2 separate regions of the Astyanax mexicanus genome follow, and region 2 is linked to region 1. Evidence: chromatin contacts called from public Hi-C data. All regions are on one chromosome and are shown on one strand. The core of a region is the stretch at or near the end of the contact, and the rest is flanking DNA. Distances in the headings are between cores, read along the strand shown. Region 1 overlaps sptbn1 (spectrin, beta, non-erythrocytic 1). Region 2 overlaps sptbn1 (spectrin, beta, non-erythrocytic 1).

Region 1 (7,066 bases), core at 1,441-3,940:
TATAAAAAACAGTTTTGTAGGAAGTGCTGGAAGTAATGAACAGAATAATAGGAAATACTTTACAATAAAAGTACAGTAATTGACATTAGTTAAACTAATGCCTCAACATATCTGAAAAATAAAAATCGCTTTATCATGTCTTAACTAATATCAAATAATAATTATTTGAGACATTACTTAACCATTAAGTAATGTTTTTTTTATTATGTTTTTTTTTTAATAAGCACTGTTAATTAACTCGATGTGGACCGACCAAACAGTAGGTATAAAATTTTACATACCTTTAGATCTTCTTTTTACTTTATTTTATTGTTATTTAAAACAGCATCTGTCCTTTACATTGGACCAATGGATATCATAAGGAATATGTTTTATGTCCAAAGACTGCAGAAAGTACAGCATTAATAAACTGAAAAAGGAACACAATGTCACTGTTAATATATTTATTTTATTATTATTTTAATAACTTGACATGGGACTTTATTGTCAGTAAAAATTGGGTTCTGTGCAAACAGGTATTTATTTTCCCTCCATACCAATCATTCTAAATAGGGCTTTATTAGCAAGTACCTGACAATACAACATGTGTACGATGATACAGGGGCTACAGTATATTGCAATACTGTATTTCAGTGGGATATTGTAATTTTCACTGTTATATGCATGAAAATGAATTTTTAACTTTTTGTTTGATCTGATCACAGCTATTAGGGTATAAACACAGCACAAAATAAAGCAGCGTCTGATACCAATCTTGGTATGTAAACTATTAGTTATATATAATCTGAACAAAAAAACAATTAAGCATTATCATTATTAATAAAAATAGCTGAAGTATTAGATATTGCATAACATTTGAGGTGATTGGAACATTAAAGCACACATAAGAAGGACTCATAACTCTCTATTCTGAAATCATCATCATCATTATTATCATAATCATAATCATCATCCCTTCCTCTCTCAATCTCTAAAAAGCCATTACCAGCCATTACCTCTGTCCACTCCTCCTCCACTGATTCCATTAGCTGCTAAACTAGACAAGATACAAGGCTCTTTCACTGGGTCACTATGGAGACCAAGTCATTACGCTGCAGGCAGAGGAGGGCTGCGGTCCAAAACCATTAAAAACCAGTCCTCATTTTGATCTGACCACACCTGCTTTAGTTTATTACGATTATACTCTCTGGGTTTAACAGATCCTCTTAAACTAGCACTGAAATCCAACTTATCTAAAATAATTTGGACCATTTCGGGCCCAAAAACCACACGCTGAGCTGCACTGGCCTGAATTTGGCCCAAATACTTGGCTCATGCTCCAACACCCCGGTTTCCAAGTATAATATGACAATTGGCCTGTGCTGCTTTTGCCAACTCATCATTGCAGAGTATAAACCACATTTAGCCATGCGCAGCATCTTCTCACTAACTGGGTGGTCTCTGATCTTCAGCCTCTTCTACAAACAGAACTTCATCCTTATCTGAACCCAAACCAGAAAACAGCTTCTAATCTCAGGACAGACTGACAGTAGTATGGACGATGCTGACCAGTTTATGTGCCTACAGGTCCTAGCATTTTAATCGATCAGCACAAGTATTTGTGTGTGTGTGTGTGTGTGTGTGTAAAAGGGTGCTGGGGCATTACTCTGCTGCTGATGTTGGAGTTGGATGGATGGATTCATGGAGGAAGAGAGGAGTCATTAGTGAAGATGTCTCAGATCAGCAGTCCTCTCATTACTGACCATCATCACTGCTCACACTGCTTACAGACAGGAAGTACAGCACTCTCTCACTCTTTTTTCTGTTAACACATTCTCTTTGTTGCTTTCTTTTTATAATCTCTCCTTCTTTTCCCCCTAATATTATTTCATTTTCTTCAATGTATCTATTTTTTAACCCTCTCTAGTCCTTTTTCTACTGTTTCTTTATTCATCCTTCCTTCCTCCTTCAGCTTTTTATTTTTTACATCTCTTTTTCTCCCTTTATTCTACCATCTCTCCTTCTTATTTCCTTACCCAAGTCTGTCTTTTTTGACTTATTCTTTGTTCTTTTTTTCTGCTTCTCTTTCTACAGTCTTCTTTCTTTTTTTCTTTCATCTCTCCTTTTTTTCTCTCATGTTTTTTTTCCCTCTTTCATCTTTTTCTTTCTCTCTCATCTTTTTCTTTCTTTGTTTCATCTCTTACTTTCTTTAATCTCTTTCTTTTTCTTTGTCTCTTTCTTTCTTTCATTTTTTCTTTCTTTCTTCCCTCATTCTTTCAGCTCTCTCTTTCTTTCTTACTAACTTTCTGTAATCTCTCTAACTTTTTCTTTCTTTTTGCTTCTCGTTCTACTGCAGTCTCTACAGTTCCTTTATTCTTTCTTACTTTTTGTAATCTCAAATATTTTTCTTTACTTTTTTCCTCTGTCTCTCCTGCAGGAAATGAATGTTGTGCGTCTCTCTCTCTCTGTCTCTCTCTCTGTGTGAGTGTGTGTTTTACTGTGTGAGTTGAGCAGTGAGAGAGAAGAGTGGGCCATTATTATGAAACAGGAAACTGGAGCCTGAGATCTCTGTAAACTTGGCTCGCTGCTTGAACCCCTGCTTAGCTTAGAAAGAGACGGCGAGATCGCAGCCAACCTCTCCTCCACCCCCTGAGAAGAAGCAGCTCAGAACCGGCTATGAGTGATCAGGTCCGAGGAGAACACTGACACCGGATTGTTCCAGGCCCAGCGCGGGAGGATAAATAAAAACCGTGTTCTGTGTTTGGCATGGCAGCCTGTAAGAGTAAATCACAGAGAGGGAGAGGTGCGGTTTCGCCTCAGAGATTTACACAGTCTCAGCTCTGACTGGCTTCCAGAGGATGTTCGTCTGTTGTCCAGGAGGGGGCGCTGTTGTGTGGCTTTTTTTACTTCATACAGCAACACTGTGGACAGAGAAGTGTTCAGGGACTGGAGCTGATCATGATTAGTGTATCTGGGCTGTGTTGTGGATCTGATTCTGAGTGTTTGTTGGATGAGAGCAGAAATGCTGAACTTTCCCTAAAGGCTCCGAGTTTGAGGACCAACACCCTCGGCTAACGGCTCTGCAGCTGTTTGGACGATAACGCAACACGTCTCTCACAGTCCAGCAAACACTCAACTCTGCAAAGCAGCTGTTGGTTCCGCCCTGCTGCCTCCTACACACACACACACAGACAAACACACATCTACAATAAAAAATAATAAAAAAAGGGTACTTAAGCGTAAATAAAACAAATCAGTATTAAATTTTATTTAAAATATATAAAAGCGGTAACACTTTACTTGGATGGTCCATTTGAAGGCCTTGTTGATGCTCAACTGACATTCAACTAACATTCAACTGAACGTCTATTAAATGCAACTTAACCCTATGTTGAATGTAAATGATTCAAATTAGAATCTAACTCTACACTCAACCCTAAATCAACCCTAAAATCTAACCCTACACTTAACCCTAACCCTAACCTTAACCTAAACGTTAAATTTAACTCTAAACCCAATGCTAAAATGGTAAGATTAGAGTTTGGGTCAGAGTTGGATGTAGGGTTACATTCAATAGAGAATAATTTACTTTCACCTTTCAGTTCAATTGCATTTTATAGACATGCAGTTGAATGTTAGTTGAATGTCAGTTGAGCATCATCAAATGGACCATCCAAGTAAAGTGTTACCATAAAAGCTAGTCAATCATAAAAAAATATATAATTGTTCTAATCATAATACAATTCATGCACTTCTAATAGGACTTCCTGAGGCTACAATAAATAAACTGCAACTGGTGCAAAATGCAGCAGCGAGAATATTGACACGTACTAAAAAACACAACCATATCAAACCAATTTTAGCTTCCCTCCATTGGCTACCTGTTTTTTTTAGAATCAAGTTTAAGTTTTTTGTACTTGTCTATAAAACTTAAAAAGAGTGGAGAATCACTTTGTTTTTTAAGCGCCAAAAATCTGGAACACACTACTGATAAATATTCGTCAAGAAACCTCTGTTACTATTTCTAAGAAAAAGATAAAAACATATCTTTTTACATTAGCTTTTCATTATACCTTATTCTTATTTCTCTAGCTTTCAATAAGATCTCTCTTATTATTTATTTACTATAACTTTTATTATTTGGTTCTGATGTTTACCCTATTATTATCTCATTTTTATCTGTCTGGTTCTGATTGTATTTTTATTCTATCATAATTTGCATTTATTTGTTTTCGAGTATTATATTTTATTAGTCTTCATTTTAATTGATTTTTTTATGACTTGCTTGCTTGTGCGCCATTTCTTACTCTCTTTCTGCATTTTTATGTATAAAAGATGCTATATAAATAAAGTTTATTATTATATTATAACAATATCCTGTGATTAAGCATACTAGATAATGTCAGCTTGCACATCATTAACACAACAATTAATACAGCATATGATTGTAGACACTGTATATCACAAACCCGTAGTTTGTAACAGTGAAGCGTAAGTGTAAAGTGTTCATTATCAATATTTAAAAGGATCTTTATTATAAATCTGGCTCTATATGGAAGCAGCTTTATTCTGCAGCAGTGTGTGCAGTCGCTCCACCTAAAGTGGCATTTAGCTTCTCTGGCTGGAAACAGAAAGAAAAGTCCAGATCTAACAGCTTGGATGCAGATTCATGGTATCACCATGGAGCTCTGCATCCATGGCAACCTATTTTCTATTTTCAACAGACAGTGTAGCAGCCTGAGTCTGAGTCTGAGAGGAACCAGCTCTTCATTGTGTCTGGACCCGTATTTCCATCTTGCCGTCACAGTAAACTGTGTAGTCTGAGAGGGTGGCATGTGGATCTACTGTACGTCTACCCTGTACCCTGTATAACCTACAGAGCATGTTTCCAGCAGTCAGCAACAACTGCAGCACATTTTCCACCATCTCCACACCCTGATGTTCCACAGCAGCAGCTCTTCACGCTTTAAGTGCTTCTGGGGTGGAGCTTGTGCAGCTAGTCAGGCTGCAGGATGTACATTTACAAGTGCATATAAGAAACAGGACATACATTATTCATTTATAATAAGGTTACCACAGGCTTTCTTCATTCTTTAAAAGGGGGAGGGGTTCAATAGTTCTTTGTCAAAGGCAGCAACAACAACACAACACACACTGACATGCCAAAAGTCATGGGAAAGCAGTTTGTTGGGTTACCTCAGTGAATGACTTGGCAATGCTCACATCTGTAAATGTAAGTTGTGAGGTGTTACCTTGTGAGTGAGGTTGGTTAAATATATTGGCCAGTATGTTTTTGGCTTGTTAATTACAAAAGTTAGAGAGAGGTCTAGGAGTGGGTCTCAGATGGATAAGACCTTCTATCCATTTTCAGTAGTTGTATGGGTATTTAACATTTCCCGTTCCACAGTGGTATGTGTGTAACGGAAATACATCATAGAAGGCATTACCGTGACCGGCGGTGTCTGGCTAGAATTGTCCATGCAAACAGACAAGTGACTATACTATATACACAGCTCTGGAAAAAATAAGAGACCACTTCAGTTACTGAATAAGTTTCTCTGATTTAGCTATTTATAGGTATATGTTTGTGTAAAATAAACATAATTGTTTTATTCTATAAACTACAGACAACATTTCTCCCAAATTCCAAATAAATATATTGTCATTTAGAGCATTTATTTGCAGACAATGAGAAATGACTGAAATAACAAAAAAGATGCAGAGCTTTCAGACCTCAAATAATGCAAAAAAAACACATTTAAATTCATAACGTTCCGTTCAGAAATCAATATTTGGTGGAATAACCCTGGTTTCTAATTACAGTTTTCATGCATCTTGGCATGTTCTCCTCCACCTATCCCTGCTTTTGGATAACTTAATTTTTGCACCTCTGGTTCAAGCAGTTCAGCTTGGTTTGGTTAAATAAGATCATCTATCTTCCCCTACAGAAACTAAATAAAATGTTCCTCACTAGCTGCCTCAAGGGTTTTTTGCTAAAACCAATAGTTTTATATTGTTAAGGTATATTCTCTAGTCTACTGGTCTATAATTTGAGAGCTAGTTGAATGTGGTTCTTTAAAAAACCCTTTTAACTCAAAAGTTATTCAAACTCAAAAGTTATACTGTTACAAGAGAAAGAACATTAACAAATCTCAAGTACAAAATTTGTCCTCTAAAAGACCCATCCTCTCATGGGTTATTTCAGGTTCTTTTATGCCCAAAACTTCTTTCTGGCTCCTTAAATTTTTAACAGTGTAGTTTTGTGCAGTGCTGTAGGGATGCCTTGAAGCTGTAGGCCTCATTCCACAAGAGCATTTCAGAAAATCTGCATTTCTTTCACTGAATTGAGTGTGTGTGTGTGTGTGTGTAGGAGGAATGTGGTGGTCTGGTCAAAATCATCCATACTAGCTAGTTTGACACCTCACTGACCTGGTGGACGAGTGGGATGGAGAACCATCAGGGACGCATCCTTCAACCTGACGACGCCCTCCATCTCCTTTTCCAACCCACACACACACACTTACTACCAAGCTATCAACACAGTCTGCACACACCCACACACACGCATGCTATGCTCCATAAAAGCCAACTGTTCCAAGTGGAGCAGGAGGCACTTCATCTAAAGCAGGCGAGATATCTCCCTGCACATTCTTTCTCCTCAGATATGCCTGCTATCTGAGGTATGTAGCTTAGCCTGGCACATGCTAACCTAAAATACAACTCCCTAATATAATGGCATGGCATCCTGGGTGTGTCTGACGCTGTCTGATGCAAACATGGCTAATGCTAATACTAACCTAGCACTGCAGAATGTGTGTGGCCAGCTTAATTTTACAAAACAAGCAGCAGTAAACCAGTCAGCCTGAGCCTAGATAACTTCAGACCACAGTCTATGCTTCAGAAACACACCAAAAAAAAAAAAAAACAACAGCACACACACAGCATGTATAATATCGTAGTGTCTGCTTGTTCCTGGGATTGCTAATCTAAAATAGTACTACTTTTCTAAATCAAGCACCTGTAATCCACCTGGTCTGACCCTAGATAGCTTTAGAAACACACACAAACACACACACACACACAGTGC
Region 2 (6,881 bases), core at 2,355-4,854, 64 kb before region 1:
GCTTATTAAGCTATTTGTGACGTTTAAGTTGTGACATAAACTGATGATAATGTCAGAAGTTTATTACTGATTCAATTGCCATTGAAATAACATCATAAAATTGCTCACTTCTAACCTGTAAAATTGTCAGCCTACACAGTTATTAATGAATGAGTGGATTTGTCCTGTATTGACTAGAAGCAGACTTACTCACTGGTATCAGCTGATTTACTCATTGGTTACCAATCCATACTTGGTTTAGTAAAATACATGATATCAATTTGGACATTAAAAACAATCTGCAGCCTCAAGATAAGATTCCTACTGTAAGAACCAGAAAAGATAATAAAAACATACAGTATTGCACAAGAACAGGACTAACTCTAGACCTCTGAGACCTCCTGAGAATAAGTATAATAGTAAAGCAGATGGTGGGTTGTAGCAGGTTAAAGATGCCATTATCTGCACCTGGACCTTTTATCTGAACTGCTGAACTGGAGTTCCGTTTTTCTTAGGAAACATCTGGATTGTGGAATAGTCTAATGTTTTGATCAGTATTATTAGGATATTTTCTCACCATCATCGTCAATAGCAAACTTCTGGGCGTTGGAGTTGACGTTCCGGACTCGGTCAGCCTGGATGCCGATGTCGGCCTCGACCAGAGCGTGCTTCTGAAGCAGATCCTCCACTCCCAGCAAGTGCTTCCCATAGTCCTGAGAGAGCAGCAGCATCTGTACAGGAAACAGGAGCAGATCACAATGAGTTCACTGCGCCCCAGGGTTATACTGATGACCCCAAAACAAATTAATACATTATATAATAGTGCATCATACAATACAAACAAATTTAACCTGTCCATACAACACTAAAAAAACAGATTTGTGCCTGGAAATGTGAACATAGCCAATGTGACTGGAGGACCTATTTACACAGTAGTGAAATAGTAAATGATAAACAGAATCCAAACATAAAAGAACAACACACTGTAGTGGCATGTTCGGTATGTTTATAAATGGAATTAAATTGATTACAGTTTACAATTTTTTTATTTAGTTTTTATTTAGAAATCATCAAGACTATGAAGGACCACATAAGGAATCATTTTTATAAGGAATCAACTTAAAAGTGTTAAACAAACCAAAATACTCTGTAAAGCAACTCTTGGTCTTCCTTTCCTAGGGTGGCCCAGTTTCATCATAACGTTTTTGATGGTCTTTGTGACCTATCAACTTTTATTTCTTTAATTTTTTTTTGTGTGTGAGAATGTTATGAGAATATACGACCCAAAATATATACTCTATTATTTAAAGTATTTTTAAAGCAATTTAAAGCAATTTGTAAAAAAAAAAAAAAAAAAAAAAAACTCCCTCCATCTCTCTACATAGCAATTCTTTTTTTTTTACATCTTGACTATAAACTCCTACTCACTATTACTCTCACCCACACTTACCTTCATCTCGTCCATCCAGTCCATGATGTAGAGCATCTCCTGGAAGACACGCTGCAGACCCAGGTTCATCTCCAGCCTCTGTCTGCGGGCCTTCAGCAGCTCCAGCAGGTATTCCCACAGGCGCAGGACGTTGTCTTTGCGGGCAGTGATGCGCTTGATGTCGTGGTAGTTCTCGGCCTCCAGCTCGCGGGCCACGGACACTACGGCCTGCACTCGCTCCTCGTACGCAGCGATGTCCGTCTCGATGGCCTCGTGCTTCTTGGTGGCAGCCTCTACTGCCTGCAGGTCGAAGCCAAAGTTGTCCTGTGGAAACAGAGAGAGAGTGAGGACACGACTAAAATTCTGAGCAATATACAGTTAGCACATAATACCAACATCATTTTTTTTAGTTCTTACAAATGCACCAAACACACAATATTTGGCTGAAAATGGCAAAAAAAAAGCACGTTTTGGCCTTCTCAATAGGTGAACAAACAATGGATAATTCCTCATCATACTGCATACTGCATTTTTACTCTAATATTAGGTTGTTTCCAGCAGCACACACTTCACCTCCTCCTTCCCTGGCAGTGTTTAAAGAGCTGCTGTTTACAAAACAGGGAGTGAGGAAGAAAGCCGACAAGCAGATCTGTTAAACTGCAGGTTAAGATCATTTTTACAACCTACTAGCATTAAATAAATGAAATAAAGTATTTAGCATCACTTATTATGCTTTGTAGGTAAGTAAATCTGAAGTTTACTTAGATTCCTATCTCTTCACAAACTACGAGCTGTACAGGGCTCAAACAGTAACATTAGCTGGGCTAACTTAGCATTAGCTTTGTTCATTTGCCAGAAGTCTGGGTGGCCTTTTGTTTAAATATGTGACTCAAGTAGCACTACTAAGGTAGCTTTATGACTAAAATTGCACTGCTTAAATAAATTCTTGATCAAAGTAGCACTGCTAAGGTAAATGTATTGAACTCTGTTGGTAAGTCTGCTACAATATGAAAAATACAAAAAGACATTCAGGCCATATGATTTATTTAATGGTGAAAAAACTCATCCAAATGTTTTGTTTTTCATTTTTTGATTTAGCATAAATGTTAATTTCGGTGCATTCCTATTATAATTACATATTTACTAATTTCTCTAGTCACTTAAAATGTTTCATTTTCTCAGTTCACCACTAGGTGGTGCAAAGAAGTTACACATTCTACCCAAGTCATGCTCTTTTGGTGATCTGATGGACGGCATAACAACACGCAATCACACCGCAACTGCACCACACTTACTCACAGCTGAGTCAACTGTGTGTAGGAGGCAGATCAGAAATGTGTGTGTTCTGCAGTTCTTCAAGCCTGGCCTTGACGACACACAGCCAAACAAGACTGATGTACTTAAAAGTAATATAGTGATACTGCTTTAAAAAAAATCACTGTATCATGATATACAATACACTATATGGGCAGAGGTAATGGGACACCTTTTTATTACACTTACAGGAGCTTTAATAACTCCCATAATAAATCCAGAGGCATGAGGATGTTAGTAATGTTTGTGTTTGATTTTATACACCTGATTCTCAATACTTTCGTCTATAGTGTAGTTTTGGTATCATGGTATACCATATAATGAGATATAATAATAAATATAAATGGTAATTCTATGCATGTTCTCAATTTGTTCAGTGTTACCCACCTGGAATTTGAAGCAGGTACATATATAAAAAAGGAAAAAAAAAACAAAACAAAAAAAACAGATATGTATTTGTTTTTGCAAATTCATCCTTATTATTAATATGCAAAAACCTTCTCCTGTCTTCTCCAATTTTTAATGCTCTTTAACAATGTAAATCTGGCATTTGTTATTGCCATTTTGTGTGACTGGCATAAAATACAGAAAAGATAAAAAAAAATTATGAGTTCATGTACGATTTATTATATTTATAATAAATTATATTTATTTTTTGTACAATTTATTAATCTTTGTTAGGTTCTAATCTAATCCATATAAAAAAAAGGACTAAGTAATCCTGAATAACTCAATATCAGAAGCCCAGTTTGACTGTGGATGGAGTGTGTGTGCACTGCCCACGCTGACATGACTTGCTGTGTTCTGATTGGTCACCTGTGACACTAGCCGCTGGTTCTCGCTGAGCCAGGTCTCTCTCATGGCGGCCTTGCGGTCGAAACGGCGCGCCAGCTGCTCCAGCTTCTCCTGACGAATCAGCTCATTCCTCAGAGCCAGCTCTCGCTCGTGCTCCGCCTTCTCCAAGCGCTCCCATGCCTGTCACACACATTCAGTCAGATATGACAGTCAGATATTTGCAACCAAATTAATTTGATGTTATTAAAATAACTAAATAAGGCTGATATAAGTATGTAAATGTTTGCTAAATAAGTCCACTCTTACTAACAATCTTACATTCATAATTAAGACAGTAATGTGCACATCAGCTTACACATTAATGTCTGATATATTTAACTGAAGACAGTGTGTTTTACCTTGTTAATGTCTGAGATGAGTTTGCCCTCTCTGGGCATATACACTTTCTGGTTGTTGGCTCTCATCTTGCTCTGAATGGTGAACAGAAGGACCTCCAGGTTGCCTTTCTCTGTAAACCTGGATAATAAGAGAAAACCAGAGCGTGAGAAATCAATCCAACTGAACTGAACTGACGTGAATGTGGAGAGTATGAAGGTCGTCTCGCTCACTTGGGTGGTTTCTCCACAGTGCGGTAGGTGTTAAAAGCCTGGAGCTGCTGCTGAACCCCGACCAGCGAATTGGCGAACTTTCGGTTGTTGAGGATGATGATGGTCTGCTCGATCCACTCCAGCAGGTCGGAGGCCAGAGACTCGTATTTCTCAATCATCTTCTCTGTTTCAATGGCATTGTCCAGCACCTGGAGAAAATACACACAGTAGTTAAGGAGAACTTCAAAGGTTTCAAAAGGTAAATATTAAGATAAAATTGTAATTTAGTCATTAAAAACATCTGTTTATTCATAGTTTATGTAATAAAACCTTCTGCATGTAAACAGTGCAGTAACACAGGTTATAGTGTCAATTATGGTATGTGTGTAAATCTATATTTTTATGTTTCTATTTATTAAATATACATTTATTAAATCTATTTTCTGCTACTGTGGTGGAAACCAAGTTTTTTTCTATTCATCCATCTCAGATGTGACAATAAAACACTTTTAATTTATATATTGGAAAACTGTAAATGACAATTTTTTTTTTGCTTTGAAAAATTACAGTCCAATGTTTGAGTCCCAGGTAATTAAATCTGAACAATTATTCAATATCTAGTTCTAAATTTCACTGGAAATTAAGGGAACATCTAATGTAACTGATTTGTCTCATACGCTACTAAAGCAAACTGACAGCCGACAGCTGGTTGCATCCAAATCCTTTATAAAAATGTCCTTTCTTACTTTTTTTCTGCTCTGGTAGCCACTTGGATCCATGAGCTAGTCAGCTTTACCAATATATTTACTATATTTACTTAGCTTTGAATTGGATTAGGCCACATATGCACGTGTGCAGAGTTTAATGAGAATATGTTACCTTACGAAGAATTTAATTGTCATCTAATCTGCCATTTAATTTCTACCAATCAAATCGAGAACATCCGTACAGAGAACACAAAAAACAAAGCAATAACAAATAAATATTATGGGAATATAAAAGCATACCTTCCCAATACGCTTGCCCTCCACCTTCAGTGCCTTCATCTTGGAGAAGTAATGGTAGTATGTGACGACGTAGGTGATGACTGATTTCTCATCAGGGTGATCCACACTGATATCTACAAAACAAACCACACATCAACATGCCATCACTTCCCCACAGTCCTATTTCACACACAGGCTGATATGTAGGTGTTTCGGTTTAGAGAAAGTTCTTACCCTCAGGGTCCAGCAGTTTGGTCAGTCCCAGGTGCTGCTCGGCCAGGTTGAAGGCATTCTGCAGGTTGTAGTGAGCATTGGACTTCTTCAGCTTGTCAAAGTCGATCAGGTCTGGCCTGTGATCAGAGCAGAGATAAACAGAGGTATGAAGGAGTTTAACAGAGGATAAACAACACAGAATAGAGTCTGAAAGACTGCAGTGAATTTCTACCTGTGTTTGTGAATGAGAGCGTTGAAGGCCATCCCGTCACGCCAGCTGGTAGTGAAGTTGTGGATGTTGACATTCGGATAGCTGAAAGAAAACCAGAAAGTATGAAATGGAGAACCATTTACATATTCCATTGTTTTTTTTTATTTTATACTGTATAAAGCACTTGTTAACTGCTTTTTCTTCACTCTGCACTCCAACTCGTCCCAATTAAACCACCTGGGTTGGGTTTTTATATTAGGAGTTTGTGAAGCTAAGGACTTTTTTTGTCTACCACCTAACTGCATGTGTTCCTCAATAGTTTTTAGTCTTTAATATAAATATACAGTGTAATAAATGAAAAGACTAATACAAAGAACAAATAGAATAGAATAGAATGCATAGAATGCATCCAAAAATGTGACTGCTACTGTACATCAGGATAGGAAAAATGTTTTTGTTACACACTTTCTCATATTTTCCAATATTTCAATATACATTATTCACAGTCGTTTGCAGTTTTTCCACACTGTTCACACTGATATCAGAATTAAATCATATCGACCAAATTTTTAAGAAGTAATATAATACAGGAAATTGACAAATCCTGCACCTAACAGCTGGGGTTATGCACAGGGCTCAGCCAGGATCTACTACTCACTCAACTAACAACAATAGCCACAACCACCACAATCTGATACTGGCTCGACAAGGATCCAGAAGCACAGCCTAACACTATGTTCATGGTCCATTGCCTCAACTGCCAAGTATCCAGACCTACCGAAAATATTGTGATTTTAAGCAAGACACAAAACACAGCTTTTGTACGCTTCTGAAGACGACCAGTGACTGACCCTGCTGTCTTCATCTGACACCACAGAAGCAGAGCGTCTTTGGCTGAGCGCTTCTCTTTGTTGTCTTCTGTCTCAACACTGATGTCTTGGATCTGTTTTGAGAAGAACAGCACACAGTTAGTTATACGGCAACACATCCTGCTCTCTTTATTAGACAGGGCTAAAATGTTGTTGGTATTAGGGCTGGCACAATATCAATTTTTAGCAATACTGTACACTTGTCTAAATTCACTTTGCTTAATTTAAAAACAACCTGTGAAACTGATATTATACTTTCTTATTATTTCAATTGAAAGTAATGTATTTTAAAGAAATGCGGTAAATGTTTCACAGAGAACAGTTTAACCCTATTGTATTGGTAGAGTAGAGGAAGGTATATCCTACAAAGTGCAGTACATTTTCATAATGAAATACTAGTATGTAGACAGACTATTACAGAGTTGAATCTATTAAGGAATGCCCAATCTATTACTTTAAAGAGGTCAGATCCAGCAAATCTCAATGTAATTGCTAGAT

The links. A called contact is a pair of places that touch in the nucleus more often than the background predicts.
Region 2: a contact with region 1 is called in a Hi-C map of muscle, with 13 times the contacts expected there. The contact joins two enhancer-like sites. A contact is called at or near these places in 2 of 3 Hi-C or Micro-C datasets (both in muscle).

Annotation. Positions count from the first base shown.
Region 1 is chr16:31,533,070-31,540,135 of AstMex3_surface, reverse strand. All of the region lies in intron 1 of sptbn1 (spectrin, beta, non-erythrocytic 1), which reads right to left. Among protein-coding and RNA genes, the nearest start is that of sptbn1, 32 kb to the right of the region's middle. Within about 2 kb of position 2,690, the one cell type or tissue checked has an H3K27ac peak away from gene starts, as active enhancers do.
Region 2 is chr16:31,598,179-31,605,059 of AstMex3_surface, reverse strand. sptbn1 (spectrin, beta, non-erythrocytic 1) reads right to left here. Exons shown (of 37, transcript XM_007231774.4): 5 at 6,366-6,457; 6 at 5,536-5,616; 7 at 5,325-5,440; 8 at 5,112-5,224; 9 at 4,126-4,313; 10 at 3,916-4,033; 11 at 3,539-3,697; 12 at 1,430-1,732; 13 at 557-710. Among protein-coding and RNA genes, the nearest start is that of eml6, 31 kb to the left of the region's middle. Within about 2 kb of position 3,604, the one cell type or tissue checked has an H3K27ac peak away from gene starts, as active enhancers do.